Linked DNA regions of Mus musculus: region 2 is linked to region 1. The links are chromatin contacts, called in public HiChIP or PLAC-seq maps. All regions are on one chromosome and are shown on one strand. Each heading gives the region's core, a stretch centred on a gene start, on an enhancer-like site or on the middle of the called end of the contact. The rest is flanking DNA. Distances are from core to core; before and after follow the strand shown. Region 1 holds the start of Samsn1 (SAM domain, SH3 domain and nuclear localization signals, 1). Region 2 holds the start of Usp25 (ubiquitin specific peptidase 25).

Evidence for each region. HiChIP or PLAC-seq counts read pairs in DNA pulled down with a chosen protein or histone mark.
Region 2: a contact with region 1 is called in an H3K4me3 HiChIP or PLAC-seq map of pro-B cells, with 5 times the contacts expected there. The contact joins the promoter of Usp25 here to the promoter of Samsn1 in region 1. A contact is called at or near these places in 8 of 39 promoter capture datasets (the 3T3-L1 cell line, the C10 cell line, HPC-7-derived erythroid cells and 4 more), 3 of 484 Hi-C or Micro-C datasets (B cells, CD4 T cells and LSK cells) and 4 of 115 datasets of contacts at active chromatin or transcription factors (T-cell acute lymphoblastic leukemia, bone marrow-derived dendritic cells, large pre-B cells and 1 more).

What each region holds. Positions count from the first base shown.
Region 1 is chr16:75,906,311-75,910,696 of GRCm38.p6, forward strand. It overlaps Samsn1 (SAM domain, SH3 domain and nuclear localization signals, 1), which reads right to left and starts at 2,956. Exons shown (of 8, transcript NM_023380.2): 1 at 2,820-2,956. The coding sequence starts at 2,876.
Region 2 is chr16:77,012,350-77,017,130 of GRCm38.p6, forward strand. Usp25 (ubiquitin specific peptidase 25) reads left to right here and starts at 1,720. Exons shown (of 24, transcript NM_013918.2): 1 at 1,720-1,791. The coding sequence starts at 1,747.

The DNA.
Region 1 (4,386 bases), core at 1,706-4,205:
ATGTGCAGGTATGTGTCTGAACATGTCTGTACATGTGTGTGTGTGTGGAGGCCACTGTACAATCTCAGGTGCTATTCCTTCTCAGATGTTGTCTGCCTTGGTCTTTGATTTGAAACAGTGGTTTTCACTAGTTGAGTCTTCCTAACTAGGCTAGCAGGACCATTATGCCCAGGTCTATGCCTGTATCTGCCTCCCAAGTGCTGGCTTAAGGGACACATAACACCCCACTGTAAGTTTCACAGAGGTTCTGATGAACTACTGCAGGTCATCATGCTTGCATGGAAAGTATTTTATAGACTGAGCTGTACCCTCACCCTCAACTTACCATTTCACTAGAAGATGCTACATTTTAATTATGTATAGTCATCTTTCTATTTAATAGGATCCAAGAACTTCTTACTCCCATATAATTTAGTACCCATGGGTGTTCTATTTAAACAAAAAGTTCATTAGCTTTTATTTAAGGTAATATCAGATATAATAGATTTCTCCTGCGTGTGGTGTGAGAGGATTAAACCTATGGACAGAAGAGATGCTAGACCATGCAGCTTTATCCAAAACCCTTAATTTATAGTTTTAAAATGTAGCATATGGTGAGTCACAATAAAACCAAGGAAATCCCCTCCATACTTGTGAGCACACAGCACAGGGTCAGGATATGGAAACGATCATCTGATAGATAATCAGTATAAACAGTTACATCCTGTATTTCAGGACAGTTGCTTGCTAGCCCTATTGTGTCTTTCTAGACAGATGTCACACTCCCTTCTTATAGGTGGGGGAGCTTGTACCCCTTCAAATAGCCATCTGTGTAAGGATCAGAATATCATGTGCTCTTACCATGTCCTATGGATTATATGTTTTATTTATGAAATATGCAAAAGTTTTCTATTGAAAACTATGAATTTGTAAGAATTGTTTCTAAGACATAATTATAGCAATTGGAGGGCTATTAGTGTCACAGCAAAAAAATTAAATCCATATATGTCTTCAGTGTGACTATTTCTTGTGATATATTTTTTTTCTCAGGTGCATTGAGTGTGTTTTTATTTTATATATGCAAACATCAATAAGATGACCAATAGTTCACATCTACTCTAGTAATTACTGTGATTAAGACCATTGCCAATAATGAAAGATCATTTTGAAAACAGTTTAGTGAAATGATATACTGACAATATAATGTGCAATACAGTCCTTATGAAATAGTCAAGTGTCATTTTTGAAAAATTTTGAGGTAAGCCACTTTTTATCAATTTTTGTAATATTCCCAAAATATGATCAACTGAATATTTTTATTTAATCAGTGCTATTTTACATAAAAAACAATCATATGAGACTTGAGATAGAGCTCAGCTCACAACAAATATAATCATATGAAGAAATAAAAAATGATTCTTTGAAAAACCTTTCTTGGATATTTTGGGATGTGTTGCTGTGAATTTTTATTTTAGTAATGAAAAAACAGAAAGTGCAATATATTTTTGTACTATGTGTTTCTAAGATGCTTGTTTAACCTTTGTTGACTTTTTTTGCATTAGAAACAATAATGTTGAAAATCATCTAGTTTTAGTTTCCTGTACTTGGAAATAATGAATTCTCAGTTTACTTCAGATCTTTTGCCAAAGGTTTTAAACCGTTGAAGACTGTCCTGTGCCTACTCAGTTCAGAAGGAAAATCAGTCCCCAAACTGTCTCTCTCCCAATGAGAAATAAAAGCTGATGACAAAGTGTAAACTCCTTAAAAACAAAGAATCCACTAGTATTTATCTCACCAACAAAAAGATTGAATTTATTTGAGAAACGTTAGGAATGTATAAACAGGACAGAAATTTTCTGACATCACAACTTCATACTAAAGAAATTAATGTTACTAGTAAATGACGTTTAAAGTTCTATAAGAATGTAAACTTGGCTTTTCCTATATTATTTTTAATGCCAATTGTTATCAAGAGAAAGAATAAAAGAACATACTACATAAGACTGGCTTATCAAATTTACTAATTTATAAATTTTGTGTCTTCTCAAAATAGGGCACAATTCTCTCTAATGACAATGTGAAAATGCATGTCTACTACAAGATATCATAGCTGAACATTCAAATTACAAAAAGAATTTTAAAAAACTAACCTAAAATTTCTCCATTTTAGTCTTCTTACTGTTATGTATTTTAAATATCTACAATTTAACAGATAAAATAATTCCTTCAGAACACTGGTAAGATATTGAACAACCAAGGAATGAAAAATAGGCAGAGAATTCATGATATTAATGGTTAAGTGGAGGCCACCAAACAGAGTTCCATAAAATTATCCTAACCCAATCTTAGCTAACAACATAAAGGGTTGAATCTAATACACAATTGTGAAGACCATAATTGCTCATCAGTATGCAAATTCTTCCATATGTATTTTGATGCACTTAGTCCTCTACTTAAATTAATTTAGAAGTGACAGATAAAATGTCATGTAAGTAGTAGGGTGATGATGTAGGCTGTGAGTGTGCATGTATGCTTGTGTGTGTGTGTGTGTGTGTGTGTGTGTGTGTGTGTGTGTGTGTGAGAGAGAGAGAGAGAGAGAGAGAGAGAGAGAGAGAGAGATGTATGTCACTGTGTGGTTTGTTTGAATGTGTTGTGTGCTTGAATGAGTTTGTGTATGTGTGTGTATACACGTATATGTGCGTATGTGTAAATGGTATGTGTGTGTGTGTGTGTGTGTGTGTGTGTGTGTGTCTGGTGTGTCTGTGTTATACATTTGCAAGTAAGTGTTGCTTTCTAGTACAGTATTTGGTTAGTTTTACTCTGTAAGAAAATAAACTTACCTTCGGTTTTTGGTGTTTCTCCTTGTCTGAGGCATTGGATGGCTTCCTCTTTAGCATTTTGAATTCTGGCCACCTCTAGTGAGCACAGTTGCTGCTGTTACAGAGACAACTGAGAGCAGGCACGGGTGCTCTCCGTGATACCCAGCATCTGATAGCACTGAGGAAGTGTCTGATGTGACACTTCCTCCTCTGGTCAGGATGTGACTTCAGTGTCTGCTTGGTTGAAGGTTTCTTTTTTTTTTTTTTTTTTTTTTCCTTTCCTTCCTTACCGTAATTATTTGGTAACTCTGTACTGTATTCTCGGTGCTGTATTCTATGATATAATTCTTAGCTCACACCTTTGACATGGCTACGGTAATTACTAAGGGTGTAATGGTTTGGAAAACAAAACTTATTTTCTCAGTTTATGTAAAAGAATTTAACACATTAAAAAAGATGGCACAAGAGGAAAATATCTGAACCTTTTAAATGAAATCAAACAGAATATTGTGGATTTTTAAAAGTTTGAGACTATTTAAAGAATTCCATTTTATATTTTTATAATATTTTATTATTTGAGGTTATATAATACACTTACATCATTTCCACCTTTTCATTTTTCTCCTTCCAAATTTTCCAGGGAACCTACCTTTCAATTTCATTGCCCACTTTTTAAATGTGACATATGTCTGTATCTTTCTCAATACATAATTGTATATTTCTACATGACGATCAATTTGAAGTTAAATAATATTAATCCTCCCTAAAGCTACCGTAATAGGGTATAGATTAAAAGTACCTAACTGTAATAGGATTCTAGCTCCAGATATTGATGAGTGGGCATTGGTGACATTGAAAAAGCAAGCATATCATTGTTAAAACCCCCTGATTAATAAAAGAACCACTTCCTGCTACATAGTATACGTACTCTGTACCCTGGTAATGCCTGGTTGGTGGGTGATGCTACCGACTGCTCAGTCCTCTCTCCAGACAAGGCATCCAGTGTCTACTAAGTGGGCCTGGAATAGCCCCAATATGTCTTAAAGGTTTTGCTGAAAGCCAGATCCAGAGATCCAGATAAAAGAGAAGGTTGCTCAGACTTCCTTGAAAAATGAAGCCCTTATCAGATGAGCTTGTGCAGATTGTTTCAAATGCAGGCTCTGGTTAAATGGCCTGCTTCAAGAAAACTTGTACTTTCTGCTCATAAACTCCTCAGATTAAAAACAGTAGCACCATATTTTTAGGAAGTGCTTCTCTAAGAATCATGCTCTGGCCCTCTTTTCTCAGTTGTCCCTCCCACCTCTCTGCCTTCGTCCTGGAGTCCCAGCTGAAATTCACTAATTCGCTTAAATACTAAATTGAATACCCACTCTGTGCTATTGAACGTAGTGGGTACTCAATTTCTATGCAATAAACCTCTTAACTAGCAAGAACAAAATGGTATTTTATGCACTACAATAGAATTGGGTAAACCACTTAAGAGGATTGGAGTTAATAAACAGCTGCAGTGGCAGGAGGGTAATTTTGAGAAGTAAGAGGTTAGTATTTTCAGAACAATGACAGGGGAATAACACCAGACAACCTGAAA
Region 2 (4,781 bases), core at 470-2,969, 1.1 Mb after region 1:
ACCTTGTAAAACTCTCTCCCCTGTGGAGAATCACAAAGCTACTCTGTGAATGAGAAGTTACAGCGCTGAGGTCTCTAACTGTGGAAACGTAGCTCTGAGGTCCATTCTCAGACACGTGCTCTCCGGGTCTGTGTTCTCATAAACAGCATGTGCTCTGGAATTCTTGCAGTATCCATAAAATTCCTCACCTCCAATCATTTCACAACCTTTGTAGTCAAGGATTTAGGACCATGAATGAAGTCAAAATTTAAAATTTGTCAAACGAACATGACAAATACAAGGAAGGAATCACAAAAGAGGGTTGAAGACATCCCAAAGGAAGATTAGATGTGGTTATAAAGTACAAAGAGTTATTACAAGACTTTTTCCGAGTTATTATGATGATATAAGACCTGGTATTTCTTGGATTCTTTACCAAGCCTGCTTTTCTTGCCGTGGATTAAATTACAGTCTAACTTGTATGTGCACTGTATTATTGTATTTGTAACCCTGTGCTCATTAATCTACCCTCCCCTGGGTCTCGGTCTTACTCTGTCCCTAGTTTAGCTGGTGCAATTGAAGATATTTTACTTCCAGGTTTCTTACTTACTGTTAGGCTTTTCCTCCAATTCCGTTTACAGTAGACTATTCCACATACGGTAGTTAATCGTTTGTTTAATTTGGCAACAGGGATATTAGAATTATGCATCATCTAGGCAGTGATTCTTTCATAATGTTGTTTGCCTTATGTCTATTCATTTAGATTCTCTTCAGTAAATAAACCTTAAATCCCCAGTCTAGCAGTGACTGTCACACATTCCAGTGCATGAAATAAACACAGAATGTCAGTCCTGATGTATGTAACGAATAGTTGAGAAAAGTACAGTCCAGAAGGACTTCTAACAGCGTTCTGCTTATTTGACTTTTTTCTTCCAGCAGGTTCATGGCTTGTGAAATTCCTAGAAAGGCTTGGGTGACATAGGAAATAGCTGGAGTTCTGGGCCCGCCCAGGTTTTGGGACATTACAGGTATGGAAGGACGTTGATTGTTTTGGAGACCGTTAGACAGGAAGGTGATCTGGTATACCGTCCTATGGCTCTAGCCTCGACTGGGGGTCGGGGGGTCGCAATGTCAGAGTTTAGCAAGAGCCTTAAATGGTGCACAGTAACCTGCAGGATGGGCGGTTCTGGCCGTCCAGCCCGCGCGCTGAGAGGAGCTTAGACGGAGGGCGGGGCCCACCAGGGGGCGGGGCAGCAACACAGCCCCTCCTTCCGCTCCCGCGGGTCACAATGTAGGGTTAGGACGGGTGGGGCGGGGCAGAGCGGGGGCGGGGCAGGAGGGCGGGGCGGGGGCGGTGACCGCGGCGAGGGAGGGGCTGGAGGCGGAGTCGCGGCGGCCGGAGGACAGCGCCATTCCGGGTGGCCGCTCCCTCCGTCCGCTTGCCGCCGGCCCGCAGTGGTCCCCCCGGAGCGGTCAGGCGAAGCTGAGTGCGAACGCGTGACGCGGCCCGGCTTGATCGTGCTCTCCGTCGCCTGCGCCCATGGGCCGGGCCGCCGCGGCTCAGCGGCGCTGAGGATCGGGGCGCAGAGGACCTGAGGCGGCCGCGGTGGCGCTCTCCGGTAGCGTCTCGCCGCTTGCCCGCGGGGCCCGCGTTCGCCCGCCGCCATCGCCTTCGCGCCCGGCTGGCGGGGGCGCCGTCCTCCCGGGCCGTCCGCGTCGCTGCCCCGGGCCCGGTAGAGCGCGACAGGCGGGGCCGCCGCGGGGGCCATGACCGTGGAGCAGAATGTGCTGCAGCAGAGCGCGGCGCAGAAGGTGAGGCGCGGGCTGGTCGCCGCTCCTCGACGGGCCGCGTGGCCTCCCGGCCGGCCGGGCCACTCCGGGAGCGTCGCGCTCGGTCCCGCGGGGCTGCGTGCGGAGCGGGGTGTGCAGTAGTGAGAGGCTTCGCGTCCACTCCCTTCTGCGGATTGCTCTCCCAGAACCGACGGCGCCGCGTCCCCAGAGTGACCCCCGCATTCCTCCAGTACTCACTCTGCCAGGCTTTGTAATTAAACTTTCTTCTCCTTCGCTTCCTTTTCCAGTCCCTTTTCTTCTGCAAGAATGTCACTTGTCACCCCTTTTGGACAGTTTCTCTTTCGGAGGTCTTATTGTGCCAGGCCTGCTGTTCTGGGGAAAAAAAAACCGGACCTCCCCAAAACGAATTACCTGTCTTCCAGGGCAGGTACATCGCATCGACCCAGGGTGGAATCTGTACAAGTAGAGTGTTTGGTTGGTTATTCTTTCTTTTCTTTATTTTATTCTCTCTTGGATCTAGAAAGTATCTCGCGCGTAAGGAGACCTTTATGGCTGTTACTCAAATCTTTTGTCCCCTAAGTTTGACCTTGCTCTCTTGTTCGTTCTTTACTCTAGCATCAGTTTCACGCAGAGTTAGGGGGGTCATCACATATTGTTTCTCGAACAGTATCTTGCTAGTTCTAGGTTTTACTTTAAGAATCTTTAAAAGCTCCAGCATAGCTTGCTCCATGTCCTGAAGAGCAGACGGTCATTACTTGTTCTGCCCTCCCCCCTCCCCCCTTATTGGTGTGAAAAGCATTTTGAGCACCGGGGAAATGTTGGCTTAGTTGAATTCTAATTGTAGGAGCAATTAGGTATACAGTGAACAGCCAGAGCCTCCTTTGGCTCATCGGTGTGAGTAATGGATGCCACACCCTGCTGTAGTTTTGACACTAGGTACTTGCTGTAAAGCCTACCTGTGCTTGTCTTTAAAGTGAGGCCTGTTGTACTAAAAAATAGACCAATACCTTCAAACAGCCCCCCCCCCCCGTTTTTTTCTTTTTGTCATTAAAATAGTTTTAGCATTTTATGTTCCTTGAGATAACCAAAGATGTCAGAGAATGTTGGAAAGTAGGGATAGTGCATTGTTATTTTAGACACTTTGGTTAAAGTTGGTTTTGGAGCCTATTTTAGTCTATGCTTCTTGCACATTGAGACGATTATGGTGAACTGTGATGTAGTTTGTAATGTGGCAGAAGAATTCAAGACTGAATAACAATAACGAAGAAAACAGTTGGCCTCCCAATTCTGTATGTTGTTCCTAGAACACTATAATCTTTAGATGTTGATGTTGAATGTGTGCTGTAGTTTTGGTTGGAAGGTCATGGGATCTTTGGCATGTTAAGCAATAGGCTCAGTAGCATTTTCTTTATACTCATTTTGCATTTTAAAACGTCTTTATCTCAAAGTGGGAAAAGTTGCTGTCTTTTTTGCTTCTCTTAAACTTCAAGATTGCAAGGACTTTATGGGTTTTGTCTTTCGTTTTGACTAAACCACTTCTTTGCATAGTCAGATAACTACCTTGATGGCTCAGAACTGTATACATAAGTCTGTAGAATCAAGAATCAAATTACTGAAAGTTAACTTTGTTTTCTAGTCCAATATTCATGCTTAATAAGCCTCCTCTCCCCTAAGAGAATATTCTCTAATTCAAAATATTAACATTGTGATGCTGTTTTTAGCATGTGTTGAGTATGTTAAATCATTTCACTGATAATTGGTGAATGCTTTTAGAGCAACATCATATATTTTTGTACACCCAGAATATTTACTTTTAATGGTGTTGGGGACTGAACCTAGGGCCTCATCATGCTAGCCAAGAACTCTACCAACTGAACTACATTTGTAGTTTTTTAAATGTGTTCCTTTGCCTTGTTAATACACTGTTATTTTGTGACCAGTATTAGAACAGGGCCAAACAGTATGGTTTTAAATTCTTTTGAAACAATGTAACTCAAAGTTGAAGTTTTAAAATGACGCTAGAAACTAGGGCTAGGACTTTGCCTTAAGAAGTAGGAAGTGAACTCTATACTTAAGAAACAAAAGTGAAACTAATTTCACTTAGAAGCTTCAAAGACTGTCAGGGAAAGGAAGGGCTATCAGGAGCAGGCTGCTGTGTAGATAGAATTTTTGCAGTTTTCTTTTCTTTTCTTTTTTTTTTCTCCTCTCTAAAAAGTGTGCAGATCTGTTGACAAATTTTAAGTAAATGGCCATTATAGTTGTTGAAATGATTTTCTGTTTTCAAGATTTTTCTTCCTTTTTATTGTAAAGAGCTGTAAGATTAGTATCTTTTTAAAGCAACAGTACACAAAACTTTGTGTTTCTTTTCTTTCTTTTTTCTTTTTTCTTTTCTTTTCTTTTCTTTTTTTTTAAATCTAAGTAAGGTGCAACAATGTAATTCGAAGGGGCAGTGTCTTCCCTTCCTGTAGTCTCTGCTTAATTCCTGAAGTTTGCCAAACCAGGAGTTAGGAAAAGTTGGAAACCTGCAGAGAGAGCGTTTGAGAGGTTTGAGATGTTATACGAGAGGGTTTGGCAATGTGTGGAGTACAGGTAAACTTGCGGTTATTGTTTTCTTGGCCCTCTATCTTCATCCTTTGTGCTTGCTATTTACCTTGCTGTCGGATCATTATATCTTAGAAGAAACTAGATACATACATTCACATTCCAAATCCCAGTTCATTAGGGAAGGATTGGTAACTTCCTCCCAGGAATCAAGGTGACTTAGAGTTGAGCCCTTCACCAGGAAAGCAGCCTCGTGAGTGAGTTACCTGTTCGGCTGCACAAGAGGACTTAGAACTGTTCTTGTCCCATAGTAGGACTCAGTCAATAGTTAATGTGAATGGTTGTTGGAGGGAAAGCAAGTAGAGTGACTCCTTAGATCCCTAAGTAAGAACTGACATTTGGTTCCTGAGAAACAAAGAGGGCTTGACAAGCATCCAGGAAAGTAAGTGGTAGAAGGAACGAGACAGGAC